Linked DNA regions of Danio rerio: region 2 is linked to region 1. The links are chromatin contacts, called in public Hi-C maps. All regions are on one chromosome and are shown on one strand. The core of a region is the stretch at or near the end of the contact, and the rest is flanking DNA. Distances in the headings are between cores, read along the strand shown. Region 1 has its middle 40 kb from the start of hid1a. Region 2 has its middle 8.5 kb from the start of trnam-cau.

Region 1 (6,812 bases), core at 4,156-6,655:
CTCAAGACAGCGCTTTATACTATTTGCACAGCCAATTGAAAACTACAGCAAAGTTAGACATCACTGCATTTAGTGAGGTATCTGAGTACAAGACACTGAATATGTATGTTTCACATTTTTACTGCATTTGCTCATTGCAATTCTAATGTATGCAGGTATACATGCAGATCGCTAAAGGACTACAAATCTGCCAGTACATGGACTACATGTTCCAGTCACGCACTGCTCACACGCACCTGTTCCAGATTCCGCTGATTGCACTCACTTACAGCTGAAGCTGCTCATAGACTTATTACAGGATTATTTAAACAGCACACACACACTTCTGTACTGAGTCTTGTTATGCTGAATTGTGAACATTGCAAAGTGTTTTCTTGCCTTGCCTTGTTTCTGATCCTTGCTTTGTTTTGTTTGTTTACATTGCTTGCTGCCTGCCTTTTGACCATCCGCCTGTTTTATAACAACAACTCTGGATTGCCTGTTGGCAAAAGACACTGGACCTAGTCTGGCAAGATCTGGCCTAATGATTTTTCTGTCTGACCTGTTTAGCAGTGGCGTAGCGGACGGGCCCGCATTGCCCGTCCGCTACACCACTGCTAAACAGGTTGCTTGCCGCCGATTGCTTTCTGATTGCTTGCCGCCGAACCGCGTCATATCGTAGCTCAAAGTTGACTTGATTTGATCTCTCCTTGACGCTCACACACCGGAGAAGATGTGCCGCGCTGTTTCTCGTGCCGGTTCTCATTGAAAATGAATGACTTCTGGCTACTTTGACGCTCTCGCCACTTTCGGTTTGTGATCGCTCCTCAGTTTGTGAAAGTTTCCCCGCGTTGTCGCTCCACCCCGCCTGCCTTCCCCGCTCCTTGATTTGTGATCGCTCCTTAATTTGTGATCGCTTCACCAATACATCAGGGGGCCCCGTCAGTGATCCCTGCAGGGGGGCCACCGCATTTTGCGCTACGCCACTGCTTTTTAGCAGAGCCCACCAACTATTATAATGCACACTATGTGGTGGCACGGTGGCTCAGTGGTTAGTACTGTCGCCTCACAGCATAAAGGTTGCTGGTTCGAGTCTCGGCTGGCCAAAGTGGCATTTCTGTGTGGAGTTTGCATGTTCTTCCCATGTTCGTGTGGGTTTCCTCTAGGTGTTTCGGTTTCTCCCACAGTCCAAAGACATGCTCTATAGGTGAATCGGATTAACTAAATTGTCCGCAGTGTACAAGTGTGAATGCAAGAGTGTTTGGATGTTTCCCAGTTCTGGGTTGTTGCTGGATGGGCATCCACTGTGTAAAACATATGCCGGAATTGTTTGACTGCTTGAAACTGTGAATCTTGTTGCGAAGCAATTGGTTTAATTGTTTTGATGCTTTGAAAAGCTTTGTTTCTCTCATCACTAGTTATCCCCATTTGCAAGTTAGCTCAGCACTAGGAGCTATGATGTACAGTAATATTCTGTTTTCATGGTTGTAAGAACTCCTACATCCTCACTTTTTGCGTGGACATGAACATTTGGTGAATAAAAGACGAGGCCGCCTGAAAGCACTGTGTTTTCCCCTGCGCTCATCTAACTTTAAAGCCAAACATCAAACATTGACCAGCGGCAACAGATGCTCTTCCAGGATTTGTCAGAGTGGTGTACACCTGTTGATGTTTGTTGATGTCTGCTGACGCTTGTTTTGCTGATTGTGTGTTCAGTTGGTGTTTGTCAGCTTGGGGAACATCTGAGCAGTGGCGTACTGTAAACTGGTGCGAAAAAGAAGCTAAACAAACTATGCATGTACAGATGGAGACAAAATTATAAGCATCCTGTGGAATTTTTATTCATATTCCATGTGCTGTTATTTCCACTGACTTTACTTATTTTTTTCTTGCTGAAAGTCTTATTTCTTTTAGGTTGGATCTATCTATTTATCTATCTATCTATTTATCTATCCATCCATCCATCCATCCATCCATCCATCCATCCATCCATCCATCCATCCATCCATCCATCTATCTATCTATCTATCGTCTATGAATCTATCTATCTATCTATCTATCTATCTATCTATCTATCTATCTATCTATCTATCTATCTATCTATCTATCTATCTATCTATCTATCATCTATAAATCTATCTATCTATCTATCTATCTATCTATCTATCTATCTATCTATCTATCTATCTATCTATCTATAAATCTATCTATCTATCTATCTATCTATCTATCTATCTATCTATCTATAAATCTATCTATCTATCTATCTATCTATCTATCTATCTATCTATCTATCTATCTATCTATCTATCTATCTATCTATCTATCTATCATCTATCTGTCTATCTGTCTATCTATCTATCTATCTATCTATCTATCTATCTATCTATCTATCTATCTATCTATCGTCTATAAATCTATCTATCTATCTATCTATCTATCTATCCATTGTTCTATCTATCTATCTATCTATCGTCTATAAATCTATCTATCTATCTATCTATCTATCTATCTATCTGTCTGTCTGTCTGTCTGTCTGTCTGTCTATCTATCTATCTATCTATCTGTCTATCTATCTATCTATCGTCTATAAATCTATCTATCTATCCATCCATCCATCCATCCATCCATCCATCCATCCATCCATCCATCCATCCATCCATCCATCCATCTATCTATCTATCTATCTATCTATCTCAAAAAGGTAAAATTCTGCTAAGATTTGGAATTATTAAGCATTTTGTCCAATGACTTGCCTAATTAACCTAACTTGCCTATAACCCAATTAACCAAGTTAAGGCTTTAAATGGCACTTTTAGCTGAATACTTGTATCTTGCAAAATAAAATATATAAATAATACTGAAATATGTACTGTCATTATGGCAAAGACAAAGGAAATGAGTTATTGGAAATAGCTTATTAAACCTTTTATGATTTAAAACATGTTAAAAAAACCAACAGTGTTTTTGATAGACAATTACAATTGCTGCCAGAAAATATTGCATTTTAAAAAATGTGTTAAGAACATTCATAGATCATTATATCACAGGCTACAAGCCCTATAAAATCATAACTATTCCACATTCTTGCTATTTTGTTTTAAATGATTCTTTGTTTCCATTTGTGTTTTATTAAAGGGCAAGACGAATCAAATTGATCTTTAAAACGTTGATAAAAATGATTGACGGGAACAGACTGAGAACAGCAGGATAAAGGAGATATACATGCTAATGGAGCTAACAGTCGAGATTAAAGTCCTTTTCTATTCCACATGTTGTCCAAGCAATAAATCAATCAAGTCAAATCTGTTGTGCACAGATTTATTTTACAAGTATTTACACCTATTCATCTAAAACAGTAGCAAAAACTGAAAGCGGACGCATCAGCACACATCACGAACTTGTAAGGGTGCTTTCACTGCAAGAGTTCATTAAGAGTTTTTGTCTTGTTTCAAGTCAAAATATCTAAAATTACTTAAATCAAGAAGAATTAAAGATATTGTCTTGTTTTCAGAAATAATAAGTCAAAATTAAGTGAATCTGCCAATGGGGTGAGAAAAATTATCTTATTTTAAGATTAATCATCTAATCGTATTTTCCTTGCCCCTTTCGCTGATTTATTTGCTTGGTTTAAGGAAAAACTCACTTTATTTTGGCATATTATTTCTCAAAACAAGACAATATTTTTGCTCGTCTAGTTAAATCTTATTGATTTAAATATTTTTAGATATTTGGTGTGGAAAAAAATGTCCAAAACTCTAAGTAAGAAAACCAATTTTTTTTCAAGTAGCTTTTACGCCTGCCTTATTTAGTTTGGTTAAAAAGTTTGTTTATCTTTTTGATATGATTTGTTTGGGCAGGTGTGAAAACGGCAATAGTACTAGTAAAAGCAGACCAAACAAGAGTACTGAGACCTGCTCAACAACATGGTCTCGCTTTCAAATCAACCCTAGAGCATTAGTTTGTGGTGAGAACGTGAACCGACCAAGCACTGACCCTAATACAAAAAGTACATACTAAGAGTGTATCCTAAACATTTTGTACAAATTAATGACTGGAAAATAATAATGACAGGCCTCAATGCCTTCCAGAGTTTCGTGCCAGAGGATATGACATCACTTGGAGACGGTCACATGCTTTTTCTATCAGTGCTTTATAGATTGCTATTCCTTTTTATAACCACTATAACAGAGTTGACCAGAACGTAGATACAGACACGGCATGTTGTAATGTGAGGATGCTGAACAACGGAGTTGAGGATCCGTGTGCAGGTTTTATTAATCAAAGAATAGTCATGCAGGCAATGGTCAAACACAGGAGCAAACTGTAGCATACAAGTTATTCCAATATCATTGTGAAAAAACAAACATGAGGGTGGTCAGTACAAGCACAAAGGAGCAATAAACCAGACAAAGATCAAACATGGAATGACTAGATAGGATAAACGCTTCATAATGCTACAAACAGTGAACAAGACTCAGCAATGTGTGTGGAAATGAGAAGTGTCTTTATTGACCTTATTCTAAAATGCGGAAGTGCGCCTGTTTTCGCGATTGTCTTAGAACTTCCGTTTCAGTCGCCTATGGGAGAAATGACAAGGAATAATAAACGACAAAAAACGATCAAACTACTTGCTCTACAAACAAATGTTTGCATGACTATACAGACCAAGTAGAATAATATAACAAGGAAATATCAGTTTGCAACATCAAACAGCGAAACGAGCAGTTTTTAATGTCTAAAAATGAATGGAAGTGAATGAGACCGGAAGTCTCGTGCCAAAAAGGGTCAAATGGCAGCGCCCGCTCGTCTGCGGAGAATAAGGTCAATAGTCCAGGTAATAAATAAAAAATTAGCTTCAGATGCGTGTCTGTGTCATCAGGGAAAACTGGAACACGTGTGAGAAATCTGCATGACAGGATTTGTAGTCAATTTGGTTGCAGATTTGTAGCTCTTCAGCAATCCGCAGTGGCTAGATCGCTGGTGATTGTAACACATGTACTTTGTATTACTGAAATGACAAACAATATAGAAACGAAAGTTTCATGTAAAGGTTTATTTAACTTAATAAACACACACAAAAGATGAATATTACACCTTATTATTAAATAATATTATTATGTCTACTCTAGAATGAGCCACATAAGCTAGCTCCAGCTATCGGATGTTGTGTATGAGCTCAATGTGACGGCCTAAACAGTTCCCAGAAGTGTTCAATAGATATGGGAATATAGTTACATCACAGTCAGAACATCCAGCCATTACTACGTCCATCTAACAGTCGACTGCATTTGCACCTCCGTCCCCTGCGGCTTCCCAGGGTTTTCCTCAGCTCTCTGTATGGAGTCCTACGAAGGTAATAAGGCTTTAATGACAGGAGTGGCCAGTCATTAGCTTGAGTGTTGGGTGGAAGAGGCCGTGGAGAGCTGTTTTTTTTTTTTTTCTTTCCACTGATGGAGCAGATGTTAGTGTTGGCGTACCACTGAACACTAGCAGATCCTGTGCCAGATTCACACCAGGCCTGAGCTTTCCTAAACAGCTCCATCTACTAGCACACAGAGACGAAAAGAGCCAAAGAGACTGCCACTGTAGAAAACTGGCACACATACGGCATCAAGACCTGTGGAGGATGGGAATGTTTACTGCAGATAAACTCTGTAGTGATGTGCTCTGCATATGGAGAAGGAAGCCTCTTTTAGCGTTAGCATGCGCTTAATGTTTAGCAAGTCTATGTCGGAGATTCACAAATACCTTAATGAAAAAAGTAGCTCATAACTTGCAGATTTAGGGGATAATCCTAATCTTAAAAATAATGGGGCCCAAATTCAGGACTAATTTCTAAAGTAGCTATTTCACAAAGCATTTTAGCACTAACATGTCTGCTAAGTGAGTGAAACTTCAGAAGTAGAGGTGTCCTAAGTTGCTCACACCAAACCACAAATGTCGCTAATATGTCTGTTTTCAGCAATCTGCCTTAAGAAGAAAACATTCATTTATTAATTAACCTTTGGCTTAGTCTCTATCTCAGAGCTTGAAGATTGAAGATTCATAGCTCATAGATTCAATCTTCCGTTCCACCACATCCCTGCTGAAAAATCCAGCTTAAACCAGCCTAGGCTGGTTGGCTGGTTTTAACTGGTCGACCAGGCTGGTTTTAGAGGGGTTTTGGCCACTTCCAGGCTGGTTTCCAGCCATTTCCAGCCTGGTCTTAGCTGGTCAGGCTGGGAGATGACCAGCTAAAACCAGCTTGACCAGCCTAGCCAAGCTGGCAGTCCAGCCAAAACCAGCTATATCCAGCTTAAACCAGGCTGGTCAAGCTGGTTTTTGCTGGATTTGGCTGGTCATTTTCCAGCCTGACAAGATAAGTCCAGGCTGGAAATGGCTGGAAACCAGCCTGGAAATGGCCAAACCCCCTCTAAAATCAGCCTGGTCAACCAGCTAAAACCAGCCAACCAGCCTAGGCTGGTTTAAGCTGGATTTTTCAGCAGGGATGCCAAAGGTGCTCTATTGGATTTAGATCTGGTGACTGTGGAGGCCATTTGAGTATGGTGAACTCATTGTCAAGTTCAAGAAAGCAGTCTGAGATGATTCACGCTTTAAGACATGGTGCGTTATCCTGCTGGAAGATGGCACACTGTGGTCATAAAGGGATGGACATGGTCAGCATCAATACTCAGGTAGCCTGTGGCATTGACACAATGCTTAATTGGCACTAATGGGTCAAAAGTGCGACAAGAAAATATCCCCCACACTATTACACCACCACCACCAGCCTGAACCAATGATACAAGGCAGGATGGATCTGTGCTTTCATGTTGTTGATGCCAAATTCT
Region 2 (7,176 bases), core at 862-3,361, 230 kb before region 1:
TGTGACCCAGACAAAGGGCTCTGTTGCTGTGTCTGTAAACAGAGCATCGTTAAAGAACTCAAAGTCCAGTCTTCGATGTGCAATGAGGGAGACAATTTCCCAAAGTGTGTGTCTGTTGTAGGCAATGAGAGTGTGTACATCCAGCATGAAAAACGACAACAATACAAGTAAAACACACAAAACACAACAAAGTTTGCTAGGAGCTCGCAATACAGCGGCCATGCTTGGCTCCATCTTGCTGGTGGTGGATTTCAGGAGAGAGAAGAGAGAACACAACCCCATCACCATCAACAGGACACCAGTGTAGAGAGTCAGCACTTTTAAATTTCTTGGAGTACACATCGCTGAGGATTTGACATGGACTGCTCACACAGACGCAGTGCTGAGGAAGGCACAACAATGCCTCTTCTTCCTCAGGTGTCTCAGGAGGTTTGGAATGAACCCCCACATCCTCTGCTCGTTCTACACCTGCACTGTGGAGAGCATCCTGTCTGGCTGTATCACCACCTGGTATGGAAATAGCACCAGCAGCAATCACAAAGGCCTACATAGGATTGTGCGAACTGCTGGACGCGTAGTAGGAGGTGAGCTTCCCTCCCTCCGGGACATCTACACCAGGCGGTGCAGAAGGAAAGCCAAGATAATCATCAGTGACTCCAGCCTCCCAAGCCATAGACTTTTCTCTCTTTGCTACCCTCAGGCAGACGGTTCCGCAGCATCCGGTCATGCACCAGCCGGCTGAAGGAAAGCTTCTTCTCTCAGACTATCAGGCTGATGAAAACTTAACACACTCCACACATACTCTTCCGTACCCTTACTGCACACCATCGGTATGTAGCATGCACCGCACTATAACCAATCCATACTTAAAACAATACTGCCAACAACTATGTGGACACCTATTCATTATACATATCGCTGTCAATTTTACATTGTCATTGTGTTTGCACTGTCTGTATTTTGCACTGTCTGTATTTTGTACTGTCCGAAGCCAGCACCTAAGCTTTTCACTCATCATAGCACACGTGCTGCTGATGATGTGACAATAAAAGTGATTTGATTTGATTTGTTATCCATTTAGCAACGAAGCTACAGTCACCAGGCAGACAGAAGCCCTGCCCATCACGAGAATCCACGTCTGTTCTAAAGTAAATTTGATGCGCGAATGAAGCGGATTTGATGCGCGAATGAAGCGGGGTTTGACACTCGAATGAAGCGAGTAAACGCAAATGTTCACGTGGCTATTTACGCGCGAATAACGCGATATATCGGCGCGTTCTGCGTCTGGTGTGAACACAGCACTAGACTTAAACTGGACTCAAACTCTATATTCATTCATTCATTTTCGTTTTGGCTAAGTCCCTTTATTAATCCAGGGTCGCCACAGCGGAATGAACCGCCAACTTAACCAGCATATGTTTTACGCATATGTTTTACGCAGCGGATGCCCTTTCAGCTGCAACCCACAGCGGAATAAACTGCCAACTTAACCAGCATATGTTTTACGCATGCCCTTCCAGCTGCAACCCATCTCTGGGAAACATCCATACACACTCATACTCTACGGACATTTTAGCCTAAACAATTCACCTATACTGCATGTCTTTGGACTGTGGGGGAAACCGGAGCACCCGGAGAAAACCCACCCGAACGCAGGGAGAACATGCAAACTCCACACAGAAATGCTAATTGTGCTAGCCAAGGCTCAAACCAGTGATCTTCTTGCTGTGAGGCAACAGCACTACTAACACTACTGCGTCACCTCAAACTCGATATATAAGTCCATTTTTCCCCCATGTGAATGCTGTTAACCTTACTATCACTGTTTGACTTTTGCCAATAACTTTCTTATACATTTAATCATAGTTAAATCATTGTTATTCTGTTCACATTATGCATTTTGACATGCTTCTTAGAATTGTTTTTTATGGTTATGATATGAAATCACAGCCTGATTGTGAAAACGTATGTTAAAGTAAGTCAAATGTAAGAGCGAATGTGATATTGCAGCAGCTCATAGAAATACCTGAGAGGAGACTGTATGTGAGAGAGTGTGTAGTGCTGATTCTCTCTCTCTGAAGGAGCTGTTTACAACCCTGCAGCACTGAGTAAACACTGGCCGAGAGCTGTGCAAATATAGCGGCCTTCAGAAAACCTGCTGCTCCATGGGGAATAAACATCAGTCTTGCAGCAGCCCCGGTCAAACTCACTCCTGCTCACCTGTACTTCACTGACCACCGCGGACAACCGCAGATAAATTTATCTGCATGACTTCAGAATAAATAACTGTAAAATAACAGTATTTTCCATATTTTGAACATTATTAGGTCTGAAATCTCTTTTACTCAGTGACGATCTCTCCCTCATTAGCATAGGACAGGGGTCACCAATCTCGGTCCTGGAGGGCCGGTGTCCCTGCAGGGTTTAGCTCCAACTTGCCTCAACACACCTGCCTGGATGTTTCAAGTGTACCTAGCAAGACCTTGATTAGCTTGTTCAGGGGTGTTTGATTAGGGTTGGAGCTAAAATCTGCAGGACACCGGCCCTCCAGGAACAAGTTTGGTGACCACTGGCATAGGACGTTGGTCTTGTTGTTAAATCTGCCACTATGCTGTCACACAGGCATTTGTAGCTCCAACCTCTCTTAAAAACAGCACAAGACAACATGTATGTGTAAAAACAACGTGTAGGTCAAGCCACTTTTATTTTCTTAGTGCTTTATGCAAGAAAATCAGGGCCTGTATCCACAAAACATGTAATCTTACCACCTAAGAGTACTTTTCCTAAATAGCAGTGAAAGTTTTTAGCCAAGGGTTTTCTCTTAAAACCGTTTACTGAGGAATAAAGAATTATTAATCTGTTACAAAAATGTTATCATTATTAATAACTACACACAGTGATTGGCTGATGGGGTGGGGAAGAGTCTCTGTCAGAGATTTATTCATTGAAACGTGGATATGATGTTGCTTTATATAAAATAAAGGTTTAAAATTTCAATTGTTGCCACATTAAAATAACAATTTTAAAATGTTTAATTTTAAATTTTAAAGATGTTACATGCTAATGTAATTACTTAGAAAACAATTGAGAAATACCATGGCAGCAACTCAATGCATTTAGGCATGTAGACATGGTCAAGACGATCTGCCGCAGTTCAAACCGAACATCAGAATAGGGAAGAATTGTGATTTAGGTGACTTTGAACGTGGCATGGTTGTTGGTGCCAAACAGGCTGACGAGTGTTTCAGAAATTGTTAGATCTACTGGGATTTTAACGCACAACCATATCTAGGGTTTACAGAGAATGGCCTGAAAAAAAGAAAATATCCAGTCCACAGTTCTGTGGAAGCAAATGCCTTGTTGATGCCACAAGTCAGAGGAGAACACAACTTGTTACAACTGAGGTATGCAGAATAGGATCTCTGAACACACAACACGTCCAACCTTGAGGCAGATGCACTACAGCAGCAGAAGTCCACATTGGGTGCGACTCCACTCAGCTAAGAACAGGAAACTGAGGCTACAATTTACACAGGCTCACCAAAATCGGGCAATAGGAGACTGGAAAAATGATGCTTCGTCTGATGAATCTTGTTTTCTGCTGTCATATTCGGATGCTAGGGTCAGAATTTGGCCCCCTTTGTACCAATTTAGCTTTGTGTCAATGCCACAGCCCACCCGAGAACAGGGCCGGATTAACGTAAGGGCTCGGTGGGGCTGACGGAAGAAGGGGGTCCTTGATTGGCTGAAGAATTCATTTGCGCTATGACGACAGGAAACCCCTCTTTGCATTATGCTTTTGCTCATCGATAATGTGAAGTATTCCTTTCGGTTCGCTGCTGTTCAAAAACAGTGACACCGGAGCAAAACTGGGGCTCAGAGTGGCTGTAGCCCAATCAGAATACTGAACAGCCCTGTTTTAGTCACCCGTAAGGGTCAACAGATGTCCCAATTTTCCCAGGACAGCCCCTTATTTCGGCACTACCGCAACAACCATCCTGTCAAAGGTAGGCTAACCAAGCTCGTCTGGAAGAAAATATTACATTTAAACAGTCTTCATCATTGAAACACTTGTACATGTAGTAACAGAAGCTGGGATAGGCGAAATCATGATGAATGGACTCATAATGCCCGCACAATCTTTCCATCACACAATATAACCGAGACAGTGTGTGAACAAATCAAATAGCCTGCACAAGCTGTTTTTAAAATATCCATCATTGCGGAGTATCTCAAGTAAATACACTCGGTTATGCTTTACAGTTAGTCTAACTCAGGGGTTTTAAAAGTGTGAGACGCATGGCTCCCCTGGAGGGCGCCAGAGCATGTCAGGGGAGGCGCGGGAAAAAATATTATATAATAAAAATATAATTATTAAGTTGAATTATTATATGTATTTTTTATTATATTTAAACGTTTAATTAAACAAAGCTAAAAAAAAAAATAATACGTCTAAAATAAGAAAACCTTTTTTACCCAGAAGGCCATAGCTGTGAATTCGCTTCTGTTTGGCAAGCCCGCCAATACTGGTATATGCCTGCTAATACAATGGATCGGTTTCTGAGACCCCTCGATTCAAAGCCTTAAAGTTCAGGGCTTAAACCCAAAAGACGACGATATGATGATCAGTATTTGAGTTTAGGATTTACGTGGGCAGGACCAGCTGATGAACCACGATCTTTATGTGTGGTTTGTCAAGATATTTTGGCTAATGACAGCATGAGACTCGCTAAACTTCGACTTTTTTGACTGGGATGGACAGTTCTTGGATCTGTTCTATTCATATTGAACCATCATCCTAGTTTTAAAAACGTTATATTAAAATACTTGTTATTTCTCTGTAAATAATTGCACTTTCATGCAAATGATGATAAAAGTGAGTTAACAGTCTGACATCTGTCTGTGTCTTTATATATATACTGTATATATATATATATATATATATATATATATATATATATATATATATATATATATATATATATATATATATTATATATGTGTGTGTGTGTGTGTGTGTGTGTGTGTGTGTGTGTGTTTGGGAGGAGGGGGGCGCCAATGGATAAGTCAGGGGTCTCAAACTCGCGGCCCGCGGGCCATTTGCGGCCCTCAGTGCAATATTTTGTGGCCCGCGCCGACCACTGTACACTGACAGAATCAGCGGAGCGGGGAGAGAGAGCGCTCCCCGCTCCGCTGATTCTATCCGTACACAGCGGTTAATGGCATTCCCCGCCCGCCGTGTAAACAAAGGGGCAGTGATGCCGGTGACGTCACCACGCACCCCGGCCCTTTGTTAGACGCTGTGACGGGCGGGAAGTGTTAGGAGGGAACTCGCGCCGGCCAGAACCAAGGTAAGCTGTTCCCGCCCCTGCCTGCCACTTAGCTACCTATCTGCAGCCTGCCACCTACCTAGCTACAGCCTGCATCTTATATATATTATAGGTAGATACAGACTGGTACAGACTGATGTGACTGGAGTGGGGTGGGGGTGTTTTATTTATACATATATACGCCTTTTTTTAGGTGAGGGCAGGCACATGCACACATAGGGCTCAACCTGTGCAGTGCACATGCCCTTTTTAGTCTTGGATAGAAAGTGCCCTTCCAAAATGATCAAAAGTGCCCCCGCGACGTGGCACACCTTCGGTCCCGCCCTTCAGTAGGCGCGCGACAACACAGCTCTTGAGTACGCGCGCGACAACACAGCTGATCAGTACGCGCACGATAACACTGCTCTTCAGTATGCGCGCATGCACTCTGCAGTGGGTGAGGGAATGGAAGCTTTGAGTGAGTTCCCCCAAGCCATACTGAGGGTCTCAACTGCTTCCGCTGTAAAGCCAAATGTGGTTAAGATTTGTGAGAAGAAGCACTGTCAAGTCTCTGGCAGCAAGGAGTAGGCAAAAGATGCCATGTTCAGAAGAACTGTTCATAATCTTCACTCAATGTTCTATTAATGTTCAGGACACTTCATGTTCAGAAGAAATAATTAAAACTGTTAATTATGACATTTGAGGACTTTTTTTTTGTGAAATCCCTTATGCGGCCCAGCCTCACCCAGACTTTGCCCTTCTGCGGCCCCCAGGTAAATTGAGTTTGAGACCCCTGGGATAAGTGGTGTCAAAAGGGAGGCCCACTGTCTTAAACTTTGAAAAACCCTGGTCTAACTGAACCAGCAAGAGAGCAAACCTTTTTAAATTAATGTTCACTTTGCCCTTTTTATACAAACAACAGTAATAATATAGAACAATGAAATGATGGCGCTGGCTTTCATTAGACAATATATCTGATGCAAAAGATATATGGATGTTAAATATCTTGGTGCTCCCTATGGCTAGTGCACCCCTGCAACCAGGTCATACCCATGTTACAACTTTGTGTCCCTGTAAACCACATAAACCTGCACCCACATTGGTACACAAATCACTTTGGTATTGATGGTTTATGAGGACTCTCCATATGTAAAATTACAACAACAGTTATATGCTCGTATGTGTTCTCAGTGCGTACTATATTGTAGGGAAGTTTGAATATTTGGGTCAATCCCGTAGATGTTAATGGATTTTAAATCTGACTTTACTTTGGTAGTAAAGCACACATTGAATGATGTGTTAAAACACCCATCTTAAAGTGTTAAAGGCTTCACTCATACTTTCCAAAACCTGATGTGTAGCATCCCTTAAAAGGCAGCAAACTGGCATCTTGTATTAACCCACAGACAAGCATATCTTTTTAATTTCCCATGATAACCCTCAGCGCTGATGTGCAGTCATCCTTTCAGCTCCATAGGCTCTCGACAGCCTCACGGGGCCACTGTGAGCACCGCCGCTGGGCTACGATTAATGCTCGTAAAGCAGGAACATCCAAACCAACAACCAGCCGAGTGCAGCAACAAACACAGAACTCATTCAGGACCACTCTCAGACTGACCTGAAGGGAGGTTATCATGTAATGCAGGGGTGTCCAAAGTCGGTCCTGGAGGGTCCGTGTCCTGCATATTTTAGTTACAACTCCAATTAAATGTATGAATATTATAAAACAAGTAGGGAAAATGCTTGATTTCTCTTGATTCTTGAGTCATTGTCTCATGCCTGTTGTCTATGTGCACGTTTATTTTCTCTGAGACTTTCTTTTAAGAGCAACGCTAGTCATATCCAGAGTGCACTAGCTTTAAATACA

The links. Hi-C and Micro-C count contacts between places; a contact is called where the count stands out from the background.
Region 2: a Hi-C map of an unstated tissue shows a contact between it and region 1, with 2.2 times the contacts expected there. The contact joins two enhancer-like sites. A contact is called at or near these places in 1 of 18 Hi-C or Micro-C datasets (an unstated tissue) and 1 of 4 datasets of contacts at active chromatin or transcription factors (caudal fin).

The regions. Positions count from the first base shown.
Region 1 is chr3:61,135,979-61,142,790 of GRCz12tu, reverse strand. No RefSeq gene overlaps it. Among named protein-coding and RNA genes, the nearest start is that of hid1a, 40 kb to the right of the region's middle. Within about 2 kb of position 5,405, at least 8 of the 62 cell types and tissues checked have an H3K27ac peak or open chromatin away from gene starts, as enhancers often do.
Region 2 is chr3:61,358,371-61,365,546 of GRCz12tu, reverse strand. No RefSeq gene overlaps it. Among named protein-coding and RNA genes, the nearest start is that of trnam-cau, 8.5 kb to the left of the region's middle. Within about 2 kb of position 2,111, at least 5 of the 62 cell types and tissues checked have an H3K27ac peak or open chromatin away from gene starts, as enhancers often do.